Regions from separate parts of the Hordeum vulgare genome. Here region 1 is linked to region 2. The links are chromatin contacts, called in public Hi-C maps. All regions are on one chromosome and are shown on one strand. The core of a region is the stretch at or near the end of the contact, and the rest is flanking DNA. Distances in the headings are between cores, read along the strand shown.

What was found. Hi-C and Micro-C count contacts between places; a contact is called where the count stands out from the background.
Region 1: a Hi-C map of leaf shows a contact between it and region 2, with 3 times the contacts expected there. The contact joins the enhancer-like site here to the promoter of LOC123451806 in region 2. A contact is called at or near these places in 2 of 6 Hi-C or Micro-C datasets (leaf and seedling) and 1 of 1 datasets of contacts at active chromatin or transcription factors (embryo).

Annotation. Positions count from the first base shown.
Region 1 is chr5H:334,974,990-334,979,966 of MorexV3_pseudomolecules_assembly, forward strand. No RefSeq gene overlaps it. Among protein-coding and RNA genes, the nearest start is that of LOC123395108, 170 kb to the right of the region's middle. Within about 2 kb of position 2,777, at least 2 of the 3 cell types and tissues checked have open chromatin away from gene starts, as enhancers often do. A contact at or near this core is called in leaf, where this site is marked.
Region 2 is chr5H:334,599,398-334,604,560 of MorexV3_pseudomolecules_assembly, forward strand. LOC123451806 (protein DWARF 53-like) reads right to left here and starts at 3,818. Exons shown (of 3, transcript XM_045128347.1): 1 at 2,021-3,818. The coding sequence starts at 3,186.

The DNA.
Region 1 (4,977 bases), core at 1,527-4,026, 370 kb after region 2:
AACTGGATAACACATACACAACTCACCACCTAGTGTTGGAGTTACTACACGACATTGTGAACACTGCAAGAGCATTTTGTCCCCCAATCTGCTCATGCTTTTCACCTTTCTGGCAATCTACCACAAATCAACGCCCTATATGGCTGTGCCCTTCGTGTAGTACATTCTTCGTGGGATGGCTGTTTTGGCTCGGATAAATAGTAAATTCAAAATAAGCAAATAATAATGAATAAAATTTACAAATTCTGGTTTTTTTATAGATGTTCTTATTAGTGTAACAAGTGTGCTTGATAATTTCACGCGAAACGGATAGCCATGCTTTATCGGTGAAAATATAATTAAGTGTAACATTTGACATTTGACTTGTTTTTTATTTTTACTTAAGGCAAAATGTATAAGCATTTCCCTAAAAAATTGTAGGTGAGATTTGAGTGTGACAATGAATTCATCTTATTTTTAACACTTGAAAAAATATTCTTGATGCACAGAAGCATATGCTCCCAAGTGCCGAATTGGATTTCCGATCCATAACATACCTTGCACGCGAATCAACATGGCATGAGCTACAAATTAGTTTTACAAGCAATCCTTGTATCGAATATCCATTTCTATGCTCAGGCTCATCTGCATCCCATGAACAATAAAATCCAAAAATACTAAACAAAATAAAAAATCTGACTTTTTAGCATGAAATATGTTTCAGTGTGTGAGGTCTGTGTCAAAACTCAGCTATTTTTAAACATTTGAGTAGCTCTCAGCACAAAAAACATCCAAACCGTACACCGTTTCACTAACCCTAAATTTGTGTTTTATCTGAGAGCTACTCAGACGTCCAAACGAGCTGAAATTTGGCACCAACCTTACACACTGAAACATCTTCCATGCAAAAAAAACATCATTTTTTGGAATTTAGCTAGTATTTTTCAAAAATTACCATTCATGACGGGTGTAGATGAGCTCACGGGCCAAAACACCATGTCCTCCTTCTATTATTTTTCCTGCATGAGAGATGCATGCTTTCTTTAGTGGGACAAAGCAAGCCTTAGGGTGATTGACTAGCTGTTTTCAGTACTTCCACGTTGCTTGACGATGCTTTAGTACAATTTTATATTAAAATTATACTAAAGGAGCAACAATTATATGGATTGAAGGGAGTAGTAGACTTCAACAATTTATTCTCCGCTAATTTTTTAGTCAACAATTTAGGTTGCTCGGTTTCCCGAAGTAAATTTTCACTCACGGGATAAAATCCATGGCCAGGAGAAAACATGATTGTAGTTACAGGATTTGGCGATTTCCCCTGCTATTAGTTTTTTTAATGCACGGAACTAAATTTGTGTTTAGAAATAAATAAATAAGTGTAAAAGGAGGTTGCATCCCCTGCCAGAATGCACCGTAGAATTGTCAAATTCTAGCATAGTAGTGTGATCCCTGAGATGCCCATACCCTCCATCAACATCATCAACAACAAAAGTATGTTCTTCACTATCAACTTCCATGTGCTTGCATGAGGTGCATGCATGTCCCTTCTTGCCCCTACAGTACCTACCATATCTTTCTGAATTCTGATGAAAATGGCATGGCCCATGGCCCCCCTCTACAGCCCCCCCCCCCCCCCCCCCCCCCCCTCCTAAAGCGAAAAGGGTCCTATAATTCATGGAGCCAGTCGACAGGTGTCTTGGAAGCTTGTGAATTGTGATGCATATTGTTTTTTCCCTCGCAGGCAGATTGATTTTCTGGCAAGCTAACCAAAGCAGGAGAATGATGATACATCTTTCAGCACAACAATTTTGTCAACAGCAAAAGCTTATACCGTTTCTTTTGAACGATGCAAAAGCAGGCCAATTGACAATAGATGTGAAGGTATGAGAGAAGCTAAAATAACAGCAGCAGCTAGAAACAAACAGGACCGTAATTCCATCATAGTACTAGTAAAAAAGGAAATGGTATTTTTTCTAAACAACTTGTATGCAACCCTGAATCGACAATATTAGTGGAAAAACAGGGCCAACATGGCACTCGAAAGTTGTTCAAATGTACGCCTATATGCTTAGTGACACCTAGAGAGCATTCGGTCAAGGTTGGGATCATGAACCATGCACTAGCCAGGCAGTAGCTACTAGCTAGGTTGGTTGATGACAAGAAGAGGCATCATCCGCGGCGAGTTGCCATGCTGATACACAAGTGCACTCCCCTCCCAAATGGACAACATGCAGTATGCATCTCCATCTCCATCTCCATCTCCATTAACCAACGCATCATTTTTCTTTTCTCTATAGCACTACTAGTATTGCAAAGTCTCCGGTCGGCACGTAGTGATGCGATAGCCGCGCGCTTTATTCCACCACCACCACCACCACCACCATCGCCTCCGTTGGAGCAAGATTCGACCGAGAAGGGGAAAAGCCGGCTTACTGTAAGCAAAGGAGGAAAAGAAAAGAAGGTGGCTTTTGAGTGGAAAGTGCATCACTGACGGCGAATAATTATGCGTAGCCAAAGTCAGCAGCTGCAGAATAGGAGGTGCAGAATATACCCAGGGTATATATGTTTGTGTGCAGTGTGCAGTGCGTGTGATGCACATGTAGGAGTGGAGCGGAGCAGAGCAGGGAAGAAGCTACGCAAGAGGAAATGGAGTACGTGTGCTGGGCTGGGCGATGGAGGATGTTGCAGTCGTCGGTGGATCGGAAAGGAAGCGGAATTCCTCCTCCCTGCCTGCCCTCGGCCTCGATGTAGCAGGAACACGTACGTGCAGGATGCGCGAAACCTTTTGGTGCGGTGCCTCCACTGGCGGTCTGGCGCTAGCACCAGCGTCGCGTCATGTCATGGTAAAGGTCCTCGCCGCTTTTTGCCTGCCGTCCGAAAGATCTGGCCAAAAGGTGGCGTGCACTAGCCAAATCACACGTCTCCGGTTTCCCTTTTTTTTTATTCAGAAACCAACATAAGCTTTGCACTTGCATTGAAAACAAGAAAATTGATTATTTTATAAAAAACTGAGCGAAAACCGATACATTAATACACACCAGCCTCGAGGCTTCCTACCCAACGAGCCGACTTCCCTGTCTCCGGTTTCACATTTGCCTATCCCTTTCTTTCTTCCCACTTCATCGATACTTCCACACTATGCAATTAAAAACACTCTGCATGAACATGCATTAATCCCTATAAGCGCATTCCCATAATGTGTATAGGAACTCCAATAGTCCTTTCTCACAAACCAGATTAAACTAAAAGCATCTACAATCATGTATGACAAATATAACCCCTTAAAAGGTTACGGACGCTTCCGACGCATCCGTAAAGAGTGAGTGGACATATCTTAAATTAACGCAACTGCATCCAAACATTTCATACTTAATTTTTAAATCCATACAAAAGCATGCAAACAAAAAAACTACGTCATGCATACATCACCTAGCTATTTCTCGCAAAAAAATACATCACCTAGCTACTCCTCGTCGAAGATGTGGACTATCTACGTGCTCTCCGACGGGTAAATGGGCATCAGCTGTAGCTCCGCCCCCTCCTGGCACTCCGCTTTGGCCTCCTCCTCCTTCATTTTTGCATCGAGTTCGGCGAAGAGCGCGTCGGCTTCTGTCTGTTTCTGCCAGAGGAACTCTCGGTTGGCCTCCACATAGGACTCATCCTGGATGGACTTCAGGATAGCCTCATTCTCCGTCATCTCCTCGGCTTGGGTGCCGGCGAACTCCGCCTCCGCCTCTGTCATGTTGAACCCTCGGAGTAGACTGCTCTGCCTCGTCCTCCTCCAGATCCGCCACCTCCATCGCCTTCGACTGCTGCTCTCCCTCCTCCTCTGGCTCCGACGAGTCTGGAGGCAGGCCGACAACAATGAGGGCGGCGTGTCTGTCCTGGATCTCCTTCATGGTCTGTCTTCGGCATCCTGACGTGAGCATCACGTAGGTAGTGATCTTCCGTCGAACCATGGTGATGCCGAAGAGCGTGGGAGAGGAAGCGGACAGGCTCGGGTGGCGGCGCGGGGAGGAAGGAGGTGAATGTGCTACGGCTGGGGGATGCCGGCTGGCTTAAATAGCCGGATTTGACCTCGGGTAACGAGCCGGAGCGGCGCCATACGACATTCACATTGTGGCGACGGAGGAGGCGTCCGTCGGACCACCAGGTTTCGGGCGATTCCACATGGGACCCCATCATCAGTCCTACGTGGCGGACACGCCCGGATGCCTCGTATGTGTCCCATATCTAGACTGGATATGAGGGGTGCCGATTAGCCAGGGCATTTGAGGCCCGTTTGACGGCCCCGTCTGTGTCATATTTTCCTGATAGAGCAGTGATAGGATGGGCCATACGGGCATTTGAGGTCGGTTTGAGGCGCTCGGTTGTAGATATGTTCTTGCGATGGTGATTTCTATCTTTTTTCTTTGTGGGGATGTGATTTCCTGTCTAGAGCAAAAGCCTATGTGACCAAGCAACTTTCTTTATTTTTTGAGAAAATGTAACGTAGCAATCATGCTACACAGGATAACGTCATGTTCTTCTGTATACTTCAAAAAATGTTCTTACTGTGCCATCTTAAAAAAAGGTGCGTAGAGCATCTACAGTTGGACACCTCAAACCCTCCTCAAACATCTGCGCGGGCCGCCCGGACAGAGACTAGTCACAGAAAATCAATCCAGACGGGCCTCTCAAACCGGCCGCAAATGCCCGGGCTGATCGGCAACCCCCATTTCCATTCCAAATATGGGGCGGATATAGGGGAGTACGGGAACGCCCGCTTGGCCCACACTGGCCCGCATCGACCCTACATATATTCGTCCTCATTCGTTGGTCGGACCAAACCCTAGCCACTTCACTCCACTCCACTCCACTCCCATCTGACACCCAAGCTCACCTCCGGCGATCTCAGGCCTTCTTCGGCATGGCCTCCAACGGATCCTACTCCGACCAGTCTGGATCCACCGACTAGGGGTCGTCCTGTGCAAAGTGGAGGAGGCCATGGTGGTT
Region 2 (5,163 bases), core at 2,568-5,067:
ATAGCACCTGCCGATCAGGCATGACACAGCGTATCACCTGTCGGCCAGGCATGACTTGACATCTCCACCGAAAGCTCCGTGCAAGACGAAGCCGCTCCACCTCCTGCCCCTGTCTTCCAGCTTTGCTCCACAAACAATGCTTCCAAGAGAGAAAACGACACCGCAGTACCATCATCGTCCGATCTGGAAGACCAGATCCTAGGGTTTTCCCCAGAGCAGCACGAGTGGGTCGACGGTAGTTACACGACGATGCCTTCCTCAAGGTAACGACGCAGAACGCCGCCATCGCCTGCCATTGGCTCAGTTTTCACCGGCAACTATGTCTTCCCGACTCGCTACCGGAACTAGATGGCGGATCTCGAGATCTAACCATCCAGCCTCAGGCCGACCACCTCCGATGGAGGAGATGGCCACCACTGCCAGCAGCACCGGCCAGATCAGATCTAACCGGAGGCACCACCTACCAGTCAACCATGGCCACATCTCCTCCTGATCTGCCCTCCCCACGAAGTCACCGGATCAGCGCCGAACCGCCGGAAAAGACCAAGACCAAAGGACGATCTTGCGCCGCCGGTCCCTCCAGACCATGGGGCTGCAGCCTAGATCTCCGTCGTCTCCATCACAGGCGGCGCCCAGGCTTAGCCGGTGCACGTCTCTGGAGATGACGAGGTGAAGGAGAGGAGGGAGGGGGCGGTGGTCTAGGGTTTTCCCCAGAGGAGAACGCCGCCATCGCCTGCCATTGGCTCAGTTTTCACCGGCAACTATGTCTTCCCGACTCGCTGCCGGAACTAGATGGCGGATCTCGAGATCTAACCATCCAGCCTCAGGCCGACCACCTCCGATGGAGGAGATGGCCACCACTGCCAGCGGCACCGGCCAGATCAGATCTAACCGGAGGCACCACCTACCAGTCAACCATGGCCACATCTCCTCCTGATCTGCCCTCCCCACGAAGTCGCCGGATCAGCGCCGAACCGCCGGAAAAGACCAAGACCAAAGGACGATCTTGCGCCGCCGGTCCCTCCAGACCATGGGGCTGCAGCCTAGATCTCCGTCGTCTCCATCACAGGCGGCACCCAGGCTTAGCCGGTGCACGTCTCTGGAGACGACGAGGTGAAGGAGAGGAGGGAGGGGGCGGTGGCCGGGGCGCTGGGTTGGCCCCTGATCGCCGTGGAGGGCGCCATACAAGGGAGCTGGTATATGTTATATGTGCTCGCTACATTTATACTCCCTCCGTTCCTAAATATAAGTCTTTTAAGAGATTTCATTAGATGACTACATACGAAGCAAAATGAATGAATCTATACTCTAAAGTATGTCTATATACATCCGTATGTAGTCTTCTAGTAGAATGCCTAGAAAGACTTATATTTAGGAACAGAGGGAGTATATATTTAAAGGCCTTATTGAGCTACCTGCACTCTACTAGTTATTGTAGTATTACACTCAAATCAAGCATACATCGCTTAAGAATACCCAATGCTGCTTACAATGGGCGTACAAGCATATTTGTAACTAAAACACTAAACTAAAATCAAGGGCATAAACTAGTACACTAGGAGGTCCGACAATCAAACCAACATGTGATTAAATGGTTAAAGAAATGGTGATATCCCAATCCGTCAGGGTTCAAGTGCTGGTGCTTGCATTATTTCTGGATTTATTTCAAGATTTCCGGTGATATGTTTTCAGTAAGAGGAGACGTTTCCGTCGATGACGACGAGGCGTCTACGGTAACTTCATAAATCTCAATATGATATATCGGCTCAGTCTTTTAAAGGTGCTCATGAATATAAGATATGCATGTATATTCATAGGGATGAATGTATGCGTTTGTGTTAATAAAAAATAGGTCGGACAAGAAGTATCGTACGTGTAGTAATTTGGAATTAAGAAACATCCGGATAATAAACTAAGCATGGAGACCAGTCAGCCACCAAATGGATGCCAATCAAATCCTAAGCATAAACAATTATGAAAGATATATACTGTATGTGCAAAAGTGAAAGGGCTTGTTCACCTAGCGGACTTGGATAAAGCAGGTGGCGTGGTTGCCGGAGGCATGAGTCCTCCGGCGCGCACCGCCGTGATCGGCAGCAGCTGGAGCTCCCAGTCCTTGTCAACCAAGGGGAACTTGGAGAGGAAGGTGAGGTAGGTCTCGTAGGTGGCCGACCACCCCATCACCCAGACACGCCCCTCTCTGTGCGTCTCCAGCACCCGCGTCACCTCCGCCACCACTCGGCGCCCTCGTTCCTGGAGCTCGCCGTCATCGGGGACCAGTTCTCTGAGGTCGCCGACGCTTATGACGAGGCCGGAGGTGGCGCTAGCCATCGCCGCCGCCACGCTGAGTTGTGTTTGGTCGATGGAGTTTGGACCGACGGGGAGGACGCGGTACGGCGAGGCCGCGGCGAAGTCGGCTGCGGCGGACGCTGCCCCAACACCTACGAGCATGGGGTTGCGGCCCCGGGCGAGGATCTCGGCGATGCGGCGGCCGTTCTCCTCGCCGGCGCCGGCGGCGCTCCCGGCGGGCGAAGGCACGTCGGCGTCGTCGCCGGCGGCGAAGCTGCAGAGGAAGAGAGGCGGCGGGCGTGCCCGCGTGGGGAGGCGGCCGAGCAGCGGCATGGGCGGCGCGGGGCGGAGGATGGCGAGCTTGATGTCGGCGCTGCGGAAGCCGGCGTCGTCGAATACGCGGCTGACGACGGGGTCGTCGAGGATGGCGAGCAGGAGCTGCGAGAGCTCGACCCTGACCTGCGAGGCGGCGGTGGCGGCCTGGAACGCGGCCTGGTGGTAGAAGTGGAAGGTGTCCGGGTTGCGGCGCTGGTTGGCCTGCGAGCGCTTGATGGCGGCCATGAGCGAGTTGGACACGGGCGGCTCCGGCTGCTCGTCCGCGCCCGAGGCCGACGTCGACGCGGACGCGGAGGAGGCGGAGGGGAGCCTGTCGAGGGAGACGGCGAAGCAGAGCTCGAGCGCCTTGAGCTGCACGCGCGGGGAGTAGGCGGCGCTGCGGGCCCGCGCGAGCGCGTCGCGCAGGAGCGGCGGGGCCTGCTGCGCCAGCAGCGCGGCGACGAGGTGCAGCGACGTGGTCTGCGCGTGCACCCTGCGGCGCGCGGAGACGACCGCGGCGTCGAGCGCCGTCACGGCCGCCGGCGACAGGCACTGCCTCGCCGCGGGCACCGGCGTGGGCATCTCTTCTCTCCGCTGGAGGGACCTGACCTGGCCTGTCTGCGGTTACTTTTCACCAGGCATGGGGCGGAAATGTAAAACCAACTCCACACAGAGGGGTAAAACGAACGACACCGGATTTTCCTCTCGGTTTGCTTGCTGGCGGGGATGGAAGGGGAATGGAAGGGGATAATAATCGGCTGGGAGGGGAGGTGGATTGGATTGCTTGCTTATAAACCACGACGATATCTTCTCCCGTCTCCTTTTTATGGATGGCCCCGCCCGCCCATCGGAGTGGGGAAATTTGGTAGAGCATATATGCAGCGCCCCTCGCACCACAACCACACTGTGCAGATTGAGATTCCTCCCCCCTTTTAGCCATGGCTCCGCTCCGCTCCGCTCACTCTGCTCTGTCGTGTACTCCTCCTTCTCCTGCCTCCCTACCTGCTACTACATGATTGTTCCCTTCTATTTTACCGCACAGTGTGACGTGAGATCGCGCGTACTACTCCCCTCCAGGCCTAGATACCCAAGGCAATGAGATCTACAGTATACTACTAGTAGCATGCATGCACACTGCTGTGGCTCTCTCTTGGTTGCCTGCTAGTCATCAAGTGCTCAAGCGGCCTTCCAATAATTTTTCCACAACCAATTATTGCCTACCGATGCGGTCCAACCGCATGTTTGTAACAGGAATTTCAGCCTCTTCTAATTCTGGAATTCACCTTGAGCGGGGAAAAAAACGATTTCCTCTTCTTCTTCTTCTTCTTTGCGTGGCTTGAAAAACAAACGGCATCTTTAGCTCGATGTAGACGTCTATTCTTCTGTTTATTGTTAGGCTTACATCACATTCGTCCGATTTTGTTGTCGACCCGTGTCGTCCAAGACCCGCCGAAAAAGATTTTATGTGTCTTCAAATTGATGTACTCCTCGTTTTCAGCCACGCATGCGTTCTTCGGTTTTGATATGTTCCTCATATGAGTGGGCTGAGGAATGTGAATTGTGTGCGTGCGCGCGCGAGAGAGAGTAGAGATGGATCTGGAGAGAATCCATCATAAATGTAGCATTTGTGTTTGTAGTGGGCTCTGGCCCTATCTATTAGTGACAAGTGGTGTGTGTGATGATGTTTAGATAACTTACCGAGAGACTTAGGATCTGATACGGGGTGCTGCGATCCATATCGACGTGGACATAGCTTACACAAGAAATTAATCAAAGTGATGCTTTATGAAACATTTGTTTACGAAAGATGTAAATTATCAATTACACCGGTGAAACTATTTGATGCTCTGTCATGAATTTCAAGTGACATGATTGATCGTAGGAAAAACATACATACACTAGCACACAAAATGCTATTGATGGTGTGTCAAAAATCATCTTTGTGGCGTATCGCTTTCATGCCAACGGTATATGGCACACCGATAAAATACACTGATGGCGTTTGGACCCCCCACGTCATCACTAACAAATATGCTGGTGGCGTGTCACGTGAAGGCATATACTCATGGCATGTGATGACAAGACACACCACCAGTAATATTCATCAATAGTGGCAATGTCATGATAGGAACACACCACTAATTTGAATTGTACACATAAAAAATGCACGACAACATTTTACTACCCAAATGATAACATTTTTAATTTAACAGCAATAGTAATAGCATATCATATTCAATTTTGTCATTACTAAATAGAGCCAAGTGATATCATCTAAGTTCAACAAATCACCTAATTGACATAGTATGGCTAGTAGCTAGCATATAACATGTTAAATGAAAGTTCAACGAAATACCAAGATATTATGACTGAATAGTTGCTTACTAACTAGATTCTTCGGTGCGACTCAAGGTCGTAGTCCAGAGAGTCGGAACCAGAGGTGCCAACAAGATTGCAATACATCATGATCTCCTCACACTTATGATCGAGGTAGAACGTGGCTCTCTCTCACAAGCTTTCATATTGTAGTCTCGTGCAAGTGTTATTCAACCAGGGAAC